Linked DNA regions of Drosophila melanogaster: region 1 is linked to region 2. The links are chromatin contacts, called in public Hi-C maps. All regions are on one chromosome and are shown on one strand. Each heading gives the region's core, a stretch centred on a gene start, on an enhancer-like site or on the middle of the called end of the contact. The rest is flanking DNA. Distances are from core to core; before and after follow the strand shown.

The links. Hi-C and Micro-C count contacts between places; a contact is called where the count stands out from the background.
Region 1: a contact with region 2 is called in a Hi-C map of the Kc167 cell line, with 6 times the contacts expected there. The contact joins two enhancer-like sites.

The regions. Positions count from the first base shown.
Region 1 is chr3R:28,319,444-28,324,491 of dm6, reverse strand. It overlaps larp (La related protein), which reads left to right. Exons shown (of 7, transcript NM_170365.4): 5 at 1-843; 6 at 1,006-3,119; 7 at 3,213-5,048. The coding sequence ends at 3,910. Among named protein-coding and RNA genes, the nearest start is that of larp, 14 kb to the left of the region's middle. Within about 2 kb of position 3,616, at least 8 of the 39 cell types and tissues checked have an H3K27ac peak or open chromatin away from gene starts, as enhancers often do. A contact at or near this core is called in the Kc167 cell line, where this site is marked.
Region 2 is chr3R:27,126,128-27,131,264 of dm6, reverse strand. CG6051 reads left to right here. Exons shown (of 5, transcript NM_001300627.1): 2 at 2,486-2,626; 3 at 2,688-3,428; 4 at 3,499-4,571; 5 at 4,647-5,137. Among named protein-coding and RNA genes, the nearest start is that of CG6059, 4.0 kb to the right of the region's middle. Within about 2 kb of position 2,239, at least 33 of the 39 cell types and tissues checked have an H3K27ac peak or open chromatin away from gene starts, as enhancers often do. A contact at or near this core is called in the Kc167 cell line, where this site is marked.

The sequences.
Region 1 (5,048 bases), core at 2,367-4,866, 1.2 Mb before region 2:
AAGTGAAGTTGCCACAGAGTCTAACGTCGCAGGCACAACCAGCAGCAGCAACAGCAATCCCAGCAGCAGCACCACCACCACAAACACCACTACCAACAGCCAAGCCACAACTGCACCTGTTGCCAGCACGAGTCATGATGCCAAAGCCCAGCGAGACGCTGAGCCAGCGGCCAATTCTGCTGCAGGAACTACTGGCACCGCTGCCGGGCCTGCCCTCACCAAGAAGATACCCAAGCACAAGTGGCGTCCGCTGCCCATCGATCTGGCTAAGTCCAGTCGCCCCAAGCCGATTGGCGGCCGGCCAAATCGGCGCTTCAGCGACGATATTGCCGACCAGCGCCGTCCGCCGCGCGTCTACCACGACCGTCAGCCCGGTGCTGGAGGAGCGGGAGTCGAGTCGCGGCATCCACACGCTGGCCGGCATCCGTACGGGTCACGCCCAGCGACTGCTACGTCCGAGCGCGTGGATTCCTGGCGTAGCAGCAGCAGCACCACCACCGCAGCGTTCGATGAGCAGCGCTCTGGAGCAGCGGGTGGTGCCGGGGCAGCGGGAACGGGAGTTGGGTCAGCCACGCGCGGGCCGCGTCGCTACCGGACGCCGTACCGTGGCGGGCGGCAAGGCCGGGGCGGATTCTCCCGACAGGGACCAGGTCGCCCGACTTATCGCATACCACGCCATCTGCTAGCTTCGGGCGAGTATGCCAACTATCTGCCGGCGGACGCCGCCGGCGCCGACTCGCAGTCCTCGTATGTGCTCATGGGCACCCACTACTTTGGCAACGTGCCCGCCGCCTACATCGAATTGGACGCTAACAGCATCAAGGAGGCCATCAAGAAGCAAGTGTAAGTACATATCGATACATTTCGCCTAATGCCTTTTGCTGGATAAATATATATTCTGTATGTATACTTAAAAATATAAACTCTGCAGCTAAAGGCATTACATCCAATGTTACTAAGAATCTCTTTGTTGACTTCCAAACTATTTCCATTTGCCCCCCATAGTGAATACTATTTCAGCGTCGATAATCTTACCGGCGACTTCTTTTTGCGCCGCAAAATGGACCCCGAGGGCTATATCCCAGTTACTCTGATCGCCTCGTTCCATCGCGTTCTCGCACTGACCACCGATGTGGCTGTGATCGTAAACGCCATTAAGGAATCGGATAAACTGGAGCTCTTTGAGGGCTATAAGGTGCGCACCAAGACGACACCGACCACCTGGCCCATCACGGAAGTGCCGGAGGTCAACGAAGGGGAACCGAAGGCTATTGGCACACTGGAGCAGGAGCAGTTGGAGCAGAATGATGGTCAGGAAAAGCTGGAGGAGCAGACTGAGGCGGATTCCCCGCCGCCCATTCTCACATCGGCGATGGCCACAAAGCCGCTGAACAGCATTCCGCCGCCGCCAATGCCGCGAAACCCCCAGAATCTGGTGCCCAAAATGTTGCAGGATAAGCAACAGTCGAGATCCTCGACCATTGCGGCTCTAAACTCTGTGAATGCGATCAGTGCGCTGACCCAGCAAGTGGAGGGTGGTGCCGCTGAGCTGGCTGGACATTTGAGTGGACTGGCTGAGAGTGTGAAGCCCAAGTCGACATCGACGCCAGACAAGAGAAATGCTGCTTCAGCGGGCAATGGAGCTGGGTCAGCAGCTGCTTTGGTGGCGGAGCCGGAGGGCATATGGAAAGAGGTAAAGAGACGCTCCAAAACAAATGCTATCAAAGAAAACGCTACTACACCACCACAACAACAACAGCCACCGCTTTCACAAACGCTCAACAACAATAACGATAATGTCAAAACGAACAACACCTCGTCCAAGTCCAAGTCCTCGTCCAACAACGCCCCATCCAACGCCTCATCATCAGCCACTGTGTGTGTAACCACGAACAATGCTTCCTCAGCCACCAAAGCAACCACCAAAACCACAACCACCTCCACCGCCACTACCACCACGAACAACAACATTAAATCTGGCAATGCTGCTTACTCCAAAACCCACTCCAAATCCTCATCCAAAACAGCTGCTCCGCCATCCGCTCAGTGCCATGCCGAAAAGGAAGAACTAGACTTCCAGTTTGACGAGGAGCTAATGGACCCCCTACCCCCTGGAACCGGACGCATCAACAACTTCACCGAAAACTTCTCCGACGACGACGAATCCGACTACGAGTTTGCCGATCGTGACATTAACAAGCTACTGATTGTGGCCCAAGTGGGCCGCGCACCTAAGCACGAGGGCTACGACCGCACCGCCGACTTTACGTCGCGTACGAAAATCACCCAGGATCTGGAGAACATCATCAACGATGGACTGGTTAACTACGAAGAGGATCTGTGGACCACCACCAATGTGGTTGCCGATTACAAGACTGTCAATGTGATTTCCCAGGCAGACTTCGAAAAACTGGCTGGTGGTCGAAACAAATCGGTGTTGCCGCCGCAGGTGGTGCCACCACCGCCACCATTTGAGGAAGATCTGGATGAAACCCTGGTGGGTGACACCACTCTCAACTCCACGCTGAACAACACTCTCAAGTCCCGACGTGCCCGCTTCTATGCTGCTCCCAACTCGCACTCGATTGATCCCCGAACGCCAAGAAAGAGGAAACTCCGTCACACCGCCAATCCTCCAGTGGAGGCCCACGTCGGTTGGCTGCTTGACACTGTGGAGCATCGTCCTCGCACCACCTCGATGGGTTCCTCGGCGGGCACATCGCCTACCGCCTCGTCGTACGGATCGTTCGGATCGTCGGTGCCACAGTCGCTGCCCGTATTCCAGCATCCATCACATGCTCTTCTCAAGGAGAACAACTTCACCCAACAGGCCTACCACAAGTACCATTCGCGCTGCCTCAAGGAGCGCCGGCGCTTGGGCTACGGTCAGTCGCAGGAGATGAACACCCTGTACCGCTTCTGGTCGTTCTTCCTGCGCGAGAACTTCAACAAGAGCATGTACAACGAGTTCCGATCGTTGGCGCTGGAGGATGCCGGCAATGGTTTCCGCTACGGTCTTGAATGCCTCTTCCGGTTCTTCTCGTACGGCTTGGAGAAGAAGTTCAGACCGAATATCTATCAGGATTTCCAGGACGAGACGATTGCCGATTATGAAACAGGTAAGAATTTGTTGTGCAAATATAAAAATTATTATAACTTCTTACAACATTCATTATTAAACATTCATTACTAATATTAAACATTTTCTTCAGGTCAACTGTACGGCCTCGAGAAGTTCTGGGCCTTCCTGAAATACTACAAGAATGGTGAGAAGTTGGAGGTGCAGCCCAAGCTGGCCGAGTACCTGAAGAGCTTCAAGAACATTGAGGACTTCCGCGTGGTGGAGCCGGAGATCAACGAGATGCTGCAAGGAGTGGGCAGCCTGAATCCAGGCCGCCAGCTCAATCGCCACCGCAGTGTGTCGGAGAGCGATGGCACAGCTGTAATTGCGGCCGGCGGTCGTCGCCTCAACACGACCATCACCAACCGCAGCGACTACGTGGGCAGGTTGCTGCAGCAACAGCACCAACAACAGCAGCAGCAGCAGCATCACCAGTATCAGCAGGGATACGGCGGCTACAATCAGCAGCAAAACCGCAGGCGCACAGGCTCCTTCGGCAGCACCACAGTGCGCATTCGCAGCGGCTCCCTGGGCAACAAGCCGCAGGTGGCCAATCGCAATCAGGGATCGCAGCACGAGTTGCGACGCGGCGGCAGCAATTCTGGCCTGGCGCCACACAAGCGACAGCAGCAACAGAAGCCGAAGCCAGGAGCAGGATCACAGACAGGCTCAACACGTGCCACCACATCAGCGGCAGCTACAGCAACAACAGCCGCATCAGCAGCAACATCAACAGCAGCGACGCCAGCGGTAACGGTATCTTCGGGGTCATCGTCGTCGAAGAAGTAGTTACACGATAATGCAGAGACACTTTTTGGATTAGGCTTAAGTTAATATCTACCGCTTAGTTTTCAGGGGGCACTCGCATTTGATGGCTCCACACTCTTTTGTTTATTCATTCTTATTATTCTTTTGTAGTATTCGAGTCAAACGTAAAGTGGGAAGAGTTGTTAGCGTTTAGCATAATTAAGTGAAATTTTTGAAATTTGTTTATTGCAATTTGCCTAGCGCTCGTTGGTTTAGTAGTTACGATTCCAAATGTTTGTTTCTCGCATACCCTCGACAAAAAACTAAAACAATGGTTGCTTACAAAATGCTCAATGCTCACACAAAACACACACACACACATACCAATTACACACAGCGGGGTCTGTCTGCTTTGTACCAGTGCCAACCAGCCATGATCTTGGAAAATAACGAAACGATTGCCCTTATTTTTTTTTTTTGTTCTGTTAATTATTCTCCTTATTTTTTATGCGATGCAAAAATCAAGGCAAAGATTTTCCTACTTAGAGCAGCGTTAATAGTTGACGTAATGCCATGAACTGTTGTACTATACGATTAAAGTTAAAGCTAATAACCATAACAATAACGATAACGATATAACCTATGCAAATATTACCTAACGAAAACTGAAAACCAATCAATCGAAATTGATACGCAAGCAACAACAAAAACCAAATGATCTTAATGCAAATAAATTTTGTAAATTACGAAAGAACATATATATATATATATATATATATATAAACATATATAACTTTATATGCAAAGGTACACTGAAGCCATGAAAACGCGTACATAAGAATATGATTACTAACTATAATTATGATTATTTTTTGTGTGTGTGACCTTAGCGCAAATGTAAAATGTATTTGTTTAAGAGGCAGCGAGATCTTGTAATCCTTAAACCCAATTGAGGCAAGCGGGACTCAAGTGCCAGCGAATTTTAGTTATTTAAGCATTTACCACAAGCCAGTCCAGCGCAATCGCAATCGCCAGCGGAGTAGGAATAGGAATCCGACTTGGACTCGGGTCCACCATTATCACACTGCACTCTCCCCAGTCTATATCAATCCAATCTATCGAATTGGTTAAACCCGAAAACCTCAGTACCCCGCCAAGCATTTAGAAGCATGTCAAAACC
Region 2 (5,137 bases), core at 990-3,489:
CCGCTTGGCTCGAAACGAGCTTGAAAGTTTTAATTACCATTTAACATTTGCCTTTTTGTCAGCCGCTGTTTTGTGTTGCCGGGGTTTTTAACTCTTTAATTACATTTGGGATTTGGCTAAATGCTTTCATGTATTTATGAGGCATGTAAATGGCTTTTGATAATAATTCATTATTAACTTCAAGGCTCCAGTGAGTAAAAGTATAATGAGTCTTCATACTTATCGAGAGCTTTAAGTTGCTTTAAATTCTTCAGCATTAAAATTACGGAATTATGTGTAGTTCCCCGGCTACTATCAGTAGTATTTACTTATCAAATATATTATGTACCTTCCTTATACTCTCTATATGACACATTCTCATACACCGAACTCCCTTCCTTGCTTCCCTGCTTCCAACCAGTTTGTGTCCAAATTGCGACGCTAATTAATGGCTACAACGACTGGCACTTACAAAAAGTGGCTGGCGTCGACAACGTTTTGGCCAGCGTCGTCATGACGGCCAACAGAATATGGAAATGGAAGCGGGGGAATTCCGGAGGTTGGTGGGGTGCTGTGGCGATGAGGGGGCTTCTTGGGCAGTCATTGAACCATTTACGCATGGCCTTGCTCAATTTATATAATTTATAATTCTCAATTAGATTGCTTATTCTTTTTTTCTGCCACGACTTGGCCATTCTCGCAACCAAACACACGCCAAATCGAACCTCAAACATTTTTCGAGCTTTGCCCATTTGATTGTTGTGTAAACAAATGGCAAAAAACAAAAAATAAAAAAGGAAAACCAAACTTTACCCTTGGGCCTATGACGAAATGTAAAAAACGAATACAATATTCTGCAACGATTCATCGAATCGCGTGGGGTGATTCATTCATAACCACTCACTTGCAGTGGCTCATATGGAATCATTGTTACTTTTTCATACTTCGTGTCGTAACTACACAATTAAAAATAAACGATTTACTTAAAATGAAAACTTAAGAAAGGAAATAGCTTTTCAACTGATTTAGCACTAAACAAATGCGTGAGTGATTTGTTTCAAAAGGCGTTCACGAATTTTAGGTGAATTACGAATGCTTTTCGAGTTTTTCTCGGTGTGCAAATCCAACTGCTATGGTAATTAGTCTTTGTTGTGGCACAAATTTCCCTTGAACAACTCGCCAGCTGTAACCAGTACACATATTCGTATTCGTATTTATTCGCATTCGTATTCGTTATTTCGAATGTGAGTTAAAGTCTTGTGAATGCCCGCCCGCCAACACCTCGAACCTCTAGCTCATTGACAAGCGACTACCTTTAACTGGCAAACTCGCAGCCAGGCAGCGATAAAAAAAAAAAAAAACAGAAAAAAACAAACCTGCCGAACTGCGCAGTTTTGGGCTTTTGGGGCGGAGAGTCAACGTGTTTACCTTTATAATAAACACATTTCGTTTCGTGCATTCGTTTCCTTTCCACCACGGCCAGCTGCTCTTGCTGCTTTCAATATTTAAGCGGAGCACATATGCGAAAACACTGGACGAGTGTAGCAGTCGAGCAACTCACACAAAGGCCGGTGAAAACAAGTTCAACCAACCGCCGATAACTTGCTCTATCGTCAGTCTCTCTCGCTCTGCTCCCCTCCCTACGGCACCTTTGCATACCCCGTACTCTCCAGCTGGGTACATCTCGTGCGATTTGTTTTGGGGTTGGCAGCCCCGCTTAAGTAGAGCCACGTGATTTAATGGATCATTGAGATTTCAGACACGGCGCGGCTAAGCCCACTTGTTGCATGTTGGATGGGAAGAAAGAAGCGCTCATCCAAGATTGCATCATCCCAGTGGGCAGGCTGTGCCCCTGTTGCTCTGCCCCTCACATGAAGCACATAATTGTTATTCGTGGCATCGGCTTACAGCACCGGTTGCAAAATCGATGGCTCTGATCTTACAGCGGCCATCAAACTAAAAGTATCACAACTTGGTTTTTACATCCGCTCCTAACTACCAATAAAATTACTAAAATAAGTTAAATTCCTTTAGTAAGCCAACTCTGCGTATGAGTGATTTTTCATGCAAATATTAAAAGAACATTTTCGCAATGCAAAGTGTGATTTATTATTTTGAGCCGCATTGTTAGAGCCCAATATTAGCATACGTGATTTGTGGATCTGTTGTGAAATCAACGAAAATTAGCGGTGCTAATTAAGCCGGTCGTATGTATAGCTGGATGATAGCGTCTACGTGTTGTTTAGTGGCTTATTGAGTCATCCTTATCGCCATTCGGCCATCGTGTGTCGTGTACCACCTCCAACCCAACCCCACTCCTCCAATCATTGCCCATTGCAATTGTCACACGATCCCTCAAGTTCAGCGATTGCCCATTATAATTTGTTGCACTTGGAGAGCGATAAGCTGGCATTGATTTCAGTTGGGGCAAAAAGCGGGAAAGCGGGGCACTGCTTATCTACGACCAATTACTCATCCAAATTGCATCTCCATTTTATTTTAACAGGCTGATGACAAATCGCTGCTGGCCCGCTTCTTCCATGCGGATCGTTCCCTCACAGCGGTGGCCAGCGAGTTGGACAGCTTCGATGGACGCGCGGAGCCGGATCGATGCACCAGACTGGTCAGCAGACTGCGGCAGAATCAGGTGAGTTTCTGGAAGACTGGAATAGTAACTGGACCAAAAATAATTGCATTTCTGTTCGCAGGACAAAGTGCTGGCCATCACGAACTTGATAATGGAGGAACTACTCGGCGAAGATCGTGATCCTCGTGCCTTTCGCGCCAAGTTCCCCGAGGAGGTGCTTCAAGAGAACTTGGCCGGGCAACTGTGGTTCGGCGCTGAGTGCCTGGCGGCGGGCTCCTCGATTATGAACCGAGAGACGGAGAGCAAGGAGATGCGTCCACTGGCCCAAGCGGTGACCAAGAGTTTGGGCAATGTGCGCGTCCTATTGAGGGATCAGTGTTTGAAGAACAATGTGCCGAACAGCAAGACACTGCATCTGGACTTGAACGATTCCACCACAGAGCAGCTATACGAGAGTCTGAAGATCTTCGACCGGCTGTTCGCCGAGTTCGAGTTGAGCTATGTGAGCGCCATGGTGCAGGTGAAGTCTCGCCATGAGTACGAGATGCAGCAGTGGATAGGAGTGCTCTTCTCGGAGACGCTGCAGCGAGCTCTGAAGATTGGCCTGCTCGACCAGGAGATGGTTGATGCCTTTGATCCCGGCCTGATGTTCTCCATTCCACGGCTGGCCATTGTTGCTGGCTTGGTGGTCTATGCCAAGGGGCCGCTCAACATGGACATGCCGGGTGATCAGCTGTCGGAGATGTTCCGTCCCTTCCGCACAATCCTCATCAAGATCCGCGATCTCCTGCGCAATCTCAACAACCAGGAATTGTATCAGCTGGAGAAGCTTCTATGCACCAACGAGGACATCAACACTAAGGTGAGTAACCCTTGGCTTAAAATCAAAAGGTACAATCTGAAGTGTAATGAATCCTCTTTATGTATTCCAGGTGCCACTTGGCTCGAGCAGCATTGAAGCGCCCAGTCCGGAGCACAGTTCCCATCCTACGACGAGCAGTAGCCAAAACAATAACAACAGCAGTAACAACAACCATAGCAGCAGTAGCACCAACACCACTAGCACCACCACCACCACCGCGGGGACAACAAATACGCACAGGACTGTGGAGCGGCTGGTGGATCAGCGAAACAACAACCATAATAGCAACAGCAACAGTAGCACTAATCCAACAGTGGAGGCAGCTACGCTGCGTTCTCCGTCCATGTTGTCGCTATCGGCCACCAGCACGCCCACCGCCTCGCCAGCCCCCTCGCCGACACCCTCGCACTCGATAGCCTCGACATCATCGGCGGCGACAAGCTCCACCAATCCACCAGCGGACTGGAGCGATGGCGACGATGAGGACGAAGACGACGACGATATTGACGTAGATGAAGAGGATATAGAAAGCAGCGACGATGGCACGGACGAAGAGCAGTTGCTCAAAGACATCGTGTCGGCGGACTGTGCCTCCGGCTACCTCATACCTAACACCAATCTGGGCAATCTGCTGCAGCCGCAGGAGGTTCCTCTCACGGACAACTTCGTGGCCAGCGAAGATGACGAGTACGGAACGGCGGAACAGCAGGGTCATCAGGGACTCGAGGAGGATGAGCCCAGCACCAGTGCTGCCATGCTGGCGGCCACCCGCACCTTGCAGCGGCTGCGCCTGCCCAGCAGCGACAACGAACCCCTAGCAGAGCCCACGACAATCAAAGCGAGCGAGGAGCATATGCAGCAGCCAAGCGGTCGCCATCGCGACAGTCACAGTCACCGACATCACCAGCGCCACCATCATCACCATCACCACCGTCACCCTCATCAGCATCAACATCGGCAGCCACATCCGCATCGCACGACGCGCAGTGGTCGCAAGCGTTGCAGCCTGGAGGCGGCGGATCCGGAAAGAATTCAGCCCGATCGTGAGCAGAACCTAGCCAGCGGCGATACCAGTGCCGCCTCCTCGCTGTCCGACGATGTATCACTGGCCATGCGCAACACAACGGCTCGGCTCAAGTTCAAGTTAGTAAAATTTGTCGCAATATATGCGGTTTTGATTAACCCCAGAACTAATCCATTTTGTTTCATCAATAGAAGCACCGAGAACCTGCTGCACCGCCTGTTTGTCTGCATCGCCGGGGTGGCCGATCAGCTGCAAACGAACTTCGCATCCGATTTGCGCCAGATCCTGCGCAGCGTGTTCCTCATGAACATGTCGACCGCCCAGGAGGAGATTGACATACCGGAAAAGACAAAGGAGTCGGAGCTGTTCGAGTTCCGGGCCTCCGAGAACGATGTGATACAGGAGAGCGCCGGCTCCAACCAAAGCATTTACTCAGCCGAGGAAGTAAATCCCGAGCTGGACAACGTGTTCAGCGCCGGCGGTGGCAACCAAGCCACTGGTCAGCGCCATTCCGCCGGCGCCAGTATGCAGCGAAATAATACCATTGATTTGGCGAGTCAGCCTGGCGAGGGTAGTCCCAGTGGAGCAACGACGGCCACCAGTCGCTCGCATGTGACGCGCAGTCGAAGCCTGGGGGATCAGGAGGCAGCCAGCTCGGCCACTAGCAGCACTGCACAATTGCGTC